Linked DNA regions of Danio rerio: region 1 is linked to region 2. A link is a contact called in public Hi-C data. All regions are on one chromosome and are shown on one strand. The core of a region is the stretch at or near the end of the contact, and the rest is flanking DNA. Distances in the headings are between cores, read along the strand shown. Region 1 overlaps foxp4 (forkhead box P4). Region 2 holds the start of ikbke (inhibitor of nuclear factor kappa B kinase subunit epsilon).

Region 1 (6,245 bases), core at 1,566-4,065, 690 kb before region 2:
TTTTGACCTTAAAGTGGTCCATAATAAAAATAAAACTGATTTTATTCTAGTTGAAATAAAACAAATAAGACTTTCTCCAGGATAAAAAAAATTATCAGACATAATGTGAAAATTTCCTTGCTCTGGTAAACATCATTTGCAAAATATTTTAAAAAGAAAAAAAAATTCTAAGAGGGGCTTATAATTCTGACTTCAACTGTATGTGTCTGTGTGTGTGTGTGTGTGTGTGTGTGTGTGTGTGTGTGTGTGTATAGTATATTAGGAGAGCACAACTGTTTTCAACTTTGATTATAATAAAAATGTTTCATGAGCCAAACAGCAAACTTCTGAATGAAGTGTTACTTTCATCAGAATCAGAGATTGTGGTAAAGCATCAGTGTCACACGTGCTTTATCATAACTGTACAAGAGATCAGTTGAGTAGTCTCACCCGTACTGATGTGGAGAAAGGCCGGGGCTGCAGCTGCCGTTACTGTTGACTTGTTCAACGGTGCTGCTGACATCATCATGGCCAATGTGCAGCATGTTGAGACTCGCACCTGTGCTGTTGTTCATCAGCGTGGGGCTGTTCAGAAGACCAAGACTGCTCTCCGCCAGCGCAGCCTGCACAACACAACATTACACCATTAAGAAAAGTTAAGAGGAGAGGTCAACCAAAATGAACATTTACTCATCAGTCCTTTTTTAAAATCTGCCTTAATTTTTTCCCATTCTATTATATTCTGAAGAATGATGGAAACTAGTAACTACTGATTTTATTATCAACCGCTGGAAGTCAATGGTTTTCAATATTCTTTAGAATGTAATAGAATGGGAAAAAATTAAATAAAGATAAATAAAGTAACTTAAAAAGGTTTGCTATATTAAAAACAAATAACAATTTAAGTGTACCGAATATGAACATTTCTATTATTACAAAAATAATCAACTTAAATATACTTTAATTGCTCAGCAGAAAGAAGATCAGAAGACAAAATTGCTACAATTGTCGGAATTAATTATATCTCTTTAATTAAAACATAATAACCTGCAACAATCTTTAGAGAAATATCAAAACAAAGACAGCACAACCAGTTTTAACATTAATGATCATTAAAAAGTTGACTAAACACCAATTTAACACATTAAAATAAATTCTAAAATATACACTGAAACTAATATTGATAGAAGACGAAAATTCTTTTGATAGTTCCTTCAGAAAAGCACTAATTACATTTTAATTTTTTTTTTTACAATAGAAACCACTTATTTTAACAAGTTTAATTATTGGTTGAATGATTACATTTTATTCTATACAAGATAAAAAACTCACAAAGTTTTGCTACAACTTGAGTTTGAGTAAATGGTGATAACATTTTGGATGAAGCATCTCTTTTTTAACACTGTGAAGGGTCAAGATAAGTGAATACAGTTTCCTTTAAAAAACTGAGGAAAATTACTCTAAGTTTAATTGTTTTTTATTTTTATTTTCATTATTAAATGTCTTTAAAGTTGTTAAAAAATGGCAGCAGTGTTGCAGCAGGTTAGATTGTTTCACCACTAGGGGTCTCCTTACTTCCATATAACAGTGCAGAACGATCACTGATACCACATTCACACATATACAACCCCACACGCGCACACACACTCTGGTGCTCTACATCTTTAACCCACTGAATGTGTGTATATATGTTATGATAAGTGTTTTAGCATATTATTTTTTTTGGTAATACCCATTTGATTCTTTGAACTCTTTATTTAGTAAATATTAAATTAAAACAAAGTAAAAATATGTAATATTTAATTCATAAAATATTTATTTTTAATTTAGTTTATTTTACCCAATGCAAATCATATGACGATGATACAAATTTAAGAAAACACAATATATATTTTGTATTTATATTAATAAAAGGGTACAAGTAAAATATAACAAATCTATTCAAGGAAATGATACATTCGGATATCTTAATTTAGACATCTTAATGAAATGTAGTTCATTATAGTGAGAGAGAGAGAGAGAGAGAGAGGGAGAGAGAGAGTGAGAGAGAGAGAGAGAGAGAGAGAGAGAGAGAGAGAGAGAGAGAGAGAGAGAGAGCTGACAGAAAGAAAGACAGGACAAGAATAGATTGTTAAAGGCAAATTCATAGTGATTCTGTAGAGAGAGCAAGTGGTGGCAAGAAAGATGATCAGGCTCACGCACAGTTTAACTGTTGTCAACTAAATGAGGCCTATTTTTTGTTTTAAACTAAAATAAACTAAAACTTAACTAACTAAATTCAGATGAACAGCGCAGGTGAATTTGTTTTGCTCATATCTGTATTCTAAAGCATTTTACACACAGATTTGTCCATACATAAAGTGACTAAAAGTATATTTTATTTATTATTCTAAATTTTGTTTCCAGCTGTTCATAGTTCTTTCTGAATTATGGAGTGATAAAATATCCCACTATACACTCTGTAAAATCCTTTGACTCTAATGCATAAAAAAATAATAAAGAACCAGACTGATCTAATATTCAGATTTTAAATAAGTACATATTTAATTCCAATCCATAATTTGCATATTAAAACAACATTTTTATAAACTTGTAATGCATACTTTTTTAATTCTTAATGCTATTAAACAAATGGGGAAGTAAATATTAACAAATATTTAATAAAAATTAGTTACATTTACCCTAAAAGTATGATTAACACTGCCATCTAAAACACACACAAACTCAGCAGATAGACATCATTCTCTCACACTTCGTCAGGCTGTTGTTGTGCACACTGTGTGTCTGCTCTTTTGTTAAAGGCTAGTTTATGTGTGGCCTTTTCAGGATGAGCAGTTCCATTTCCATAGAGATGGCCTGCAGGGTCAGAGTGGGACAAACTGGGCCAGGCCGGAGAAACTGTGTGTGTGTGTGTGTGTGTCTGTGTGTGTGTGTGTGTGTGTGTGTGTGTGTGTGTGTGTGTGTGTGTGTGTGTGCGTGTATGTGTGTTGGCCTGTGATTAGCTGGGCTGTTTGTTTGTCAGCCGCTGACACTGCTTGTCCTGAGAGGAGATGGATGGGCACAGACCTGACAGAGCGCCACACACACACTCACACACATACACAAACCCACACACACACACCCAGACCAGGACGCAAGCTAACAAAGGCTAACCTCCCATATCCATCTCTGTCTCGTCACACAGGGAAAAAAAACACACACACACACAGAGAAAACACAAACGCACAAACTCAGAGCAGGGCTGCGAACGCTCCGAACGAGAGTTGCGGTGACACCGGTGGATTCAGGAGATTTTCTAGGACAGACACTAATTTTATGCTGTGACCTTCATTGACAAATATTTGACGCTATAAATCACATATGGCTGCGTGTGCGATGGAGGGAGGAGAACGGAGGAGGTTTGGGAGAAGCAGCTAATTAGAGGAAGAAATTGTTATCAGTGCCCTTGTGTGCTTGATCTGTGCAGGATTCTCACATTTTTTCTTTTCTTTTCCAGGAGCTGTAAAATGATTTGGAGATTCAAGAATAAATGACTGAAATAAACTTATAAGACTGTTCGGCTCACATTTCAGATGTCAAGTTCTAGCTGATGTTTAGTAGACAAAATATTTAAGAGCTTTCATGAATTATAGTTTAGAAATGCTGATGCCAAAGTAATGGGTGAAATGTAGATTTTTTTTTTCATACTTATTTTATTTTGGATCGACTCAATAACAAATCAATCAGATCAGACTATGAACCAGACCAAAAATACCGCAATCACAAATCAGAATATGAAAAGGCAGATTTTTTACTTAAAATTAATATTTTGAATGCAAAAAAGTGAATATTGGGTAAAAAGGAAACTATACATTTCTATTTTGAATTTACCCAAAAGTTTAAAGTTCATAACCAATATATTCAATTTCACTGTATTCTGTTGTTTATTATTTTTTAATGGTAAATGTCATTTGTAATGTTATTTTACATGTTATGTCATATTTTATAGAGGACAAAAACATGCAAATGAATAAATAAATTAATAATTAAATCCACAAATTCCTGCAAAAATAAATAAAAAAAATAAATAAATATGGAAATAAATAAATAAATATAACCCCCAACCCCCCATTTTTTATTATGTACTTTTAATTATTTATATATTTATTTATGCAGGAATTTGTATATTTATATATGCATATATTTATTTATTTATTTATTATTTTATTTATACAGGAATTTGTAGATTTACATATACATCTATTTATTTATTTGCATATTTATTTATTTATTGTTTATTTATGCAGGAATTTGTGGATTTATTTGTTTATGTTTTGTAGGTTTTGTTCTCCATAATATTTTTTAAATTTTTTTATTTATTTATTAGTAAATAAATACAAGTCCAAGTGTAAAAAATATAAACAGATATAATAAAAAATCTAATAATGAATATAAATGAACATGAATAAATAAATAGTTCATACATACATATACAGTGCTCAGCATATATGAGTACACCCCCACAGATCTCTCAGTTAAATTAACATTTTCTATAGGATACAATATTATATTTGTGCATATACATTGGATAATACGGTCCTGAAGCCAAATCTGGAGCTCATCTAACAAAATAAATTACAATAATAGTAAAAAATAGTAGCCCAAATTTATATCTTAGAGAAAAATATAAAATTACATTCTCAAAAAATCTTTCCATTTATCTTTTCCAATGTTTGCAATAACTATTAAGTAAAATCATTCAGATCCCAACCAGTTCATCAATGAATCATTTACAGTGATTTACATTGTACATCAGTTCGATCAAATTACTGAAAAGGAAGGAATCATTAACTCTCAAACTAGACGTTCTACATTTTACAAAAAGTTTTCAAAAGTAAGAGTCTCACCTGATAGCTGGCATTCAGTGAGCCAAATCCCAGTCCAGAAATCATATTTTTCACAAGAGTGGGGCTTCTGGGAGCAAAAAGAAAAGAAAAAAGATGATGAATTAGATGCGCTGGATTTCAACATAACACACCAGACCAAACTGTGGATAAAAAACCCTCCTTAACCTGTGAAAAATGCTGAGGCACTATTCTGTTTACAAGAGATAAATAGAAAAGTTAAACAATAGAGACTAACACATGCATTCTGACACAGCATATACTGCACACACGCACACACACTGTAATGTGGTGTGCAGGCCGTCGGCTGGGTAATTTGCCGTCGTCTCTCTGGCAGAGCTTGAGACGGCGTGTAACATCTGTTTGTACAAATGCAAGCAGGCAAGCTTTTTTGCAGTGCATCTGCTCACAATGTACCCTAAACAGTGTAGACACAGAAGGGAAAAACACACAGGCGCACAAACACACACACACATGCACGCGCGCACTGCCAAACACAAGCAGGGGAGGCACAAAAGAGACCTTTGTGCTTTTGACTAGAGAGTCAGTAATAGGGTAATGATGGGAAGCCCATTAGGGTAATCATACATGCCAATAACGATTATAGCCTCACTTACAGAGCAGACCTACAAGCTCATGCTTTAGCTACAGAAATAAAAGCATGTTTTGGGGACTTTCACTCAATAAATAGTGTTCACTTAAAGAGGGAAGTTTTAATCCAGGGTTTTACAGGTTGGCTTGACTAGTATGACATCAAACTGTCTGCTGTTTCGGTCTGTAAGGCTACTTATATCATGCTATATTGAAGCAAGGTTAGAGTGTTAACCCAACTGTTTGAATTCATTATCAAACCTGATGAAAGCTCCCTAAATATGACATTATTAATTTAAGCTTATTTAGTGAAAAAGTACATTTTTTGGGATTACTTGTGGAAAGAATGAAAACAAAATGTTTAGCTTTAGATCAAACTTGAGCATGTATTTAAAATGTTTATATAGGTATATGATTTTGAATAAGATGTAGAATGTACTTGCATTTTTATTAAGGAAATGAGCTGCATTTTCACAAAAAAAAATAGACTTAGCGATTAAACCAAATCTGACCTATATTTTGACATTTAAAGAAAATAAAATGATTTTAAAATGAGGCTATTTGTACACAAGCACTCAATAGAATCACTTCAGTACATTTAATTTAACCCTTTGATGCACAAGCTATAAAATAAATATAGAAAAAATAAACTGAGATGGGACACTCTAAACCTATGTAGTGCATCAAAGGGTTAAAATTGATAAAAATGATGATGTAATAAATATTTTTCCAGTAAAAAAAAGTAAAAGGACATTCCTATATTTCCTAGTATGACATTACGTTATGTTTTAG
Region 2 (5,972 bases), core at 65-2,564:
ATGTTCTAACTCTTCAGGCCTGTAGCCAGGGGGGTTCGGAAGGCCCACCCCTCACTGACGAAGGTCCAGAACATTTGTCCCATACATGAGCACATTTGTCCTATTTTGACTGCTATGCCATCATAAATAATGAAAATAATCTATCAATAAAGGCTTTTAGACCAGACGGACTCTTCTGTCGGCTGTTGCTTCGGTGGGACTATAATCTGATATAAGAGGTTTTCTTTCACTACTGTATTGTTTTTAAACATAGAAAACATCTTAGAGGTAGCCTAATTTTATACTAAATCTTGGAGTTTTTTTCCGAAATAAAAATGAGCAATAAAAAGGTGTGAAGCACCAGAAGCTGACCACATTAAACTAATTTGACTATATTTTGGCTGTTGTTGATATCCAGGAATTTTCAAATGTACTTTTTTACCAAAGATACTAGAAAAACTCTAAAGAATTTATTATAACTTTATTATTATTATTATTATTATTATTATGTTTTTAAAAAAAAAAATTAAATGGCCAAATTGTGACTGAGGACAGTTAAATGTGCTGGCCAGTCAGTTTTTTTTTTGTCTAATAAATGAAAGTAGGCTACAGTTTTGTTTTTTTTTTTACTTTAAAACTTTAACAGATTGCTATTTTTTCCTAATAATATAAGATGGAAAAAAATGTATATTTTAAAATTTAGTCTTGTTTAATTTTTTTAACTGCAATGTTTTAGGAAATATTTTAGTACATCAAAAAGTGTGGTTATGATGACATTTGACTAGCTAATCCAGCAAAAAATAAATAAATAAAATAAATAAAAATAAAATAAAATTCACTAAAATGCAGTATTTAAATCTCATAGTTAACTAGAAACTGAGGCGTATAACTGCAAAAAGGTCCACTTTTTGAGAAAAAAAAGAACCACCCCTTACTCAATTATGGGTTAAACATATATTTTTAATGGGTCGAAAATCTTAATCATTAGATTAAATCTGTAATCTTTATCAGTGCTTGGGAAATGTGGGGTCTTTTCCAGTCCAGCCCTCGTTTTTGTTCTACAGAAATCCAGGAAGAACTGTACGTAAATACCTTCAATATGCAAATCCTGGTCAAACTTTCCATTCTAGATGTTTTTCACCAGAGGGCGATATACTTTAAAAAAAAATTCTGTCATATTTAATAATGTGCGCTAATGGTTTATAGTTTACCCTTAAAACTAAAGATATGACCTACAAAAAGAATATTTCTCCTTGCTATGTTTTCCTTGTTAACATTTTAAAGATTAAGTAATCTTGTGAGAGCAAAAACACACACAGACGCCCAACAAGGAAGTTCCTGACAGCAATGAAAGGAAAGTTGCTGCTGAGTTTCCGTCAAGCTGCTCTCTTTACTTCAGTCTGAGGACTGCAGGTGTAAAAAGTTTGTACAATAACTCAGTTTGGATTGAAGAGGAAAATGCGTCGCCATCAAACACACAAATGGTTAGTTGATTGTTTTTTGTAGTTTTCTGTTGTCGGTCAGTCAGAATAATGACGACGACGATGATGATGATGATGATGGTGCGAAGGGGAAATTCTTAACGCTATTGTAAGTTGACACGTTTTCCCTAATAAGTACGTTAACATTACATTTAAGAAACATGTTTATTTTTTACAAAATATGATTAATCTGCTTTTAGGTCATACAGGAAGGAAGTGGACTTTATTCGACTCTTCTGCTCTGACTGTTGTGTTTAAGAGAAGTGTTAAGTTCAGGAATAAAACGGTAACGTAACGTAATTCACTTTTTAATTGGATGAGAGACATGTTTATTTTGATTGTGTTTGCCTTATTTTAGCACCTAAATATTATTTAATAACCTTAAAACTCTATTTGATGTTACAATTGGCTAATTATAAACAGAAACTAACGAGAAGTTCACTGACAGCATAATTTACATATTACCAGAGCTCAGTTATGTATTCAATCTGAAGGGAAATTGAACTAGAGATAGTCAAATAGCTAGCTTAGCTAATAACTAATTTTGATTTGACTAAGATTCGTCATGAAAAGTGTCTTAAATGTTTAAATACTTTATAATGTGGATAATTTAATACTCTTTTGAGCAGAATTTACTTTAAATAAAGAAGTAACACAACATGGTAGCCGAACACACTGTGGTTATGCGACCCTTACCATAGTTTAATCAAAGCATTTGTAGTAATACTGTGATTCTACACATGGTTATCAGTCTGCCTAAAAACAGTTACCACAAACTTCTGTTAAATCAAATCAAATCACTTTTGTTGTCACATCATCAGCAGCACGTGTACTATGATGAGTGAAAACCTTATGCTGGCTCCAGACAGTGCATAAATACAACATACTCCAATGAACAAAACAATGTACAATTAGCAATGCTGACAGTAATACATAAAAGACAACAGATGCCTGGAATGACAATGAATGCGCTAAGAAAAACACACATTACACACACGTAGGCACAGATAAACAAGTACACCGTCAAAAAATCTTTTTTCACATTCTTATTATGGGGTGTTGTGTGTAGAATTTTGAGGAAATAATTTAATTGAATCCATTTTGGAATAAGGCAAACACATAGTTTGACTGTAGAAAATTATTGTAGGCAATATTGTTTTGAGTAAGGATTTGGTTAAAGTGCAGTACAATCTACATCTTGATGGCATGCAGTGAGGGGTATGGAAAAAGTTTGTGTGAGGTGTAAGTGTTCATCAGACTACTCAATTTTTTAGGCTACTTTTTGAGCAGTATTTTTTACCGAAGGTTTTTTAGTCTGTTAAAACATTTTAAGCCATGAACAAAGACAACCAGAAAACTAGTCATTAGTAGATTTTTAATGTAAAGATACAATATATTTCAAGCTTATTCTAAATGATTCATATTCTAAATATTTAAGTATGTTGAGAATAATTCTCTGATTGGTGATGTGCAGTGCATTATTTATAGCGCTTCACTTTTCCCACAATTGTTTATGTTATAGCCTTATTCCAAAATGGATTCAATTAAATTATTTCCTCAAAATTCTACACACAACACCCCATAATAAGAATGTGAAAAAAGATTTTTTGAAATTGTTGCAAATTTATTAAAAACAAAAAACCTGAAAAATCACATGTAAATAAGTTTTCACAGCCTTTGCTCAAAACTTTGTTGATGCACCTTTGGCAGCAATTCCAACCACAAGTCTTTTTGAATAGGATGCCGCAAGCTTGGCACTTCTGTCTTTGGGAATTTTTGCCCATTCTTCTCTGTCAGGTTGCATGGGAAGCGATGGTGTACAGCAGGGGTCTCAAACTCAATTTACCTGGGGGCCGCAGGAGGCAAAGTCTGGGTGAGGCTGGGCCGCATAAGGGATTTCACAAAAAAAAAGTCCTCAAATGTCATTATTAACAGTTTTAATTATTTCTTCTGAACATGAAGTGTCCTGAGCATTAATAGAACATTTAGTGAAGATTATGAACAGTTCTTCTGAACATGGCATCTTTTGCCTACTCCTTGCTGCCAGAGACTTGACAGCGCTTCTTCTCACAAATCTGAACCACATTTGGCTTTAGAGCGGAAGCAGTTGAGACCCTCAGTATGGCTTGAAGATGATCATCATTAAGTCTAGACCTGTACTTTGACTTATTGAAGTTCAAGGTGAAGAATAACTTCTCACACAAATATGTGCTCCCAAAAAGGCCAAGTCCTAGGGAAAAAAGTGGGGGAACTCACTCAAAACTTCCATTCCCTCACCTAAAAAAAAGGCGTATATATGTATAAATAAAACACCCCCACCCCACTCCAGTCACATCAGTCTGTACCAGTCTGTATTTACCTATAATATATATAAGACAGGGCTCGAAATTAACTTTTTTACATGGTAGCACCGGTGCTCCAAACTTCAAATATTTAGGAGCACCAAAATAAATTTAGGAGCACCAGAAAAAATTTAGGAGCACCCACCAAAAATGATTGAGCACCGCTACAAATTGCTTTTTAAGGGATTTATTGTATTTTAAAACAACATCAATAGGACTGACAAAAACCAAAAACAACTATCTACCTAATGCTGCGAAGACATTGATATTTGTGTGCAATAATTCCAAAATGAATGTCTAATAATTAGGCTATAGAATATTAGTGATGATGAAAATGACAATAATAGTAAAAATGAATTACATTTCTCATTATGATACTGCCTTGAATGTGCATGAATGTAGGTTATCTGCTATAAAAAGTCTGTTACTTTATGAAAAATAATCGTATAGTTTGCATCAAACCAAACTGAAGCATTGCAGTAAGAAATATTGATTTTGTACTGCTGTTTTTATATGCATGTCAATTTAATAAATAATATTTCTGCTACAAAACAAACAGAAGATTATAATAAATCATTCAATTCAATGATGAAAGCTGCAAAGCAGTCATCAGTAAATAAATATAAAAATAATATACACCTCAAAAAAGAATAGACAAAAGAAAGAAAGTAAAGTCTCACTTCTATCACTCTTTAAAAGATTTGGTTTCAGTTTGTGTCAATTTAAAGGTTCAGTCTGAGATGATCTTCATTTTTTTGAGTCAGCCGACCCAATTTATGAGCAGGCAGCGCAAGATTCTTGCGGTGGGTGACCACCGGCGCAATACCGCTGTTTGTTATGAGCTGCAGTTTCAGTGTAAACTTAGTAAAGGCGAGCTTCTTTGGCGATGACACGTACAGTATTAGATTTGACTTTTAGCGGACATTTGCGCTGGACACGCAGTGAATGCAACGCATGGAGATTCGGGCGCTTTCTCCATGAAGCGCGTACTCGATTGATCTCAGCTGGCGGATCATTATTCACCACGTGACGTGTCATGATCGCTCTCATCTGCGCCTCAACTTTAGGTGGGGTTTGCAAACCTGTGTGCTTTAAGTTTTTACTCTTCTGCCGTTTGCATTTCCCGTGGTCATAAAAGCTCCTTCCCTGTCATCTGACAGCGGAATACCTTGAGTGATTGACAGTTAATATGAATCAATATAGCGGCAGGGAAGAGCGATTCAGCACGTTTTTAGAAAAAATCAAAACAGATCGCACTACAACCATTATCAGTAGTCGCACTAATAGATTAATTTTCGGCCGCATATGCGACCAAAATGGTCGCAATGTCGAGCCCTGTAAGATGCAGGCTGTAGCTAAGTGGCAGGCAGGGGCGGGAACAGCTTACCTTGGTTCTTCCCGCCCGTCACAGCGTCTAACAAAGGGGCGGGGTGCGTGGTGACATCACCGGCATCCCCGCTCCTTTGTTTACACGGCGGGCGGGGAATGCCAGTGACCGCTATGTACGGATAGAATCAGCGGTGAGCGCTCTTTCTCCCCGCTCCGCTGATTCTGTCAGTGTACAGCGGTCGGCGCGGGCCACAAAATATTGCACTGAGGGCCGCAAATGGCCCGCGGGCCGCGAGTTTGAGACCCCTGGTGTACAGCCATTTTCAGATCTCTCCAGAAATGTTCAATTGAATTTAGGTCTGGGCTCTGGCTGGGCCTCTCAAGGACATTCACTGAGTTGTTGTGAAGCCACTCCATTGATATTTTGATGGTGTGCTTTGGATCATTGTACTGGAAGATGAACCGTCGCCCCAGTCTGAGGTCAAGAGCTCTCTGAAGCAGGTTTTTATTCAGGATGTCTCTGTGTACATTGCTGCATTCATCTTTCCCTCCATCCTGACTAGTCTTCCAGTTCCTGCTGCTGTAAAACATCCCCACAGCATGATGCTGCCACCACCATGCTTTACTGTAGGGATGCTATTAGCCTGGTGATGAGTGGTGCCTGGTTTTCCCCAAACGTGATGTCTGGCATTCACTTCAAACAGTTCAATTTTAGTCTCATCACACCAAAGAATTTTGTTTCTTATGGTCTGAGAGTCCTTTAGATGCCTTTTGGCTAATTTCAGACGGGGATTGGCTTCTGTCTGGCCACTCTACCATACAGGGCTGATTGATGGATTGC

Evidence for each region. A called contact is a pair of places that touch in the nucleus more often than the background predicts.
Region 1: a contact with region 2 is called in a Hi-C map of an unstated tissue, with 3 times the contacts expected there. The contact joins the enhancer-like site here to the promoter of ikbke in region 2. A contact is called at or near these places in 2 of 18 Hi-C or Micro-C datasets (caudal fin and an unstated tissue).

What each region holds. Positions count from the first base shown.
Region 1 is chr11:24,188,086-24,194,330 of GRCz12tu, reverse strand. foxp4 (forkhead box P4) reads right to left here. Exons shown (of 18, transcript NM_001199491.1): 16 at 4,866-4,932; 17 at 430-602. Among named protein-coding and RNA genes, the nearest start is that of mdfi, 25 kb to the left of the region's middle. Within about 2 kb of position 2,815, at least 17 of the 62 cell types and tissues checked have an H3K27ac peak or open chromatin away from gene starts, as enhancers often do.
Region 2 is chr11:23,494,496-23,500,467 of GRCz12tu, reverse strand. ikbke (inhibitor of nuclear factor kappa B kinase subunit epsilon) reads left to right here and starts at 1,314. Exons shown (of 22, transcript NM_001002751.2): 1 at 1,314-1,463; 2 at 1,661-1,746.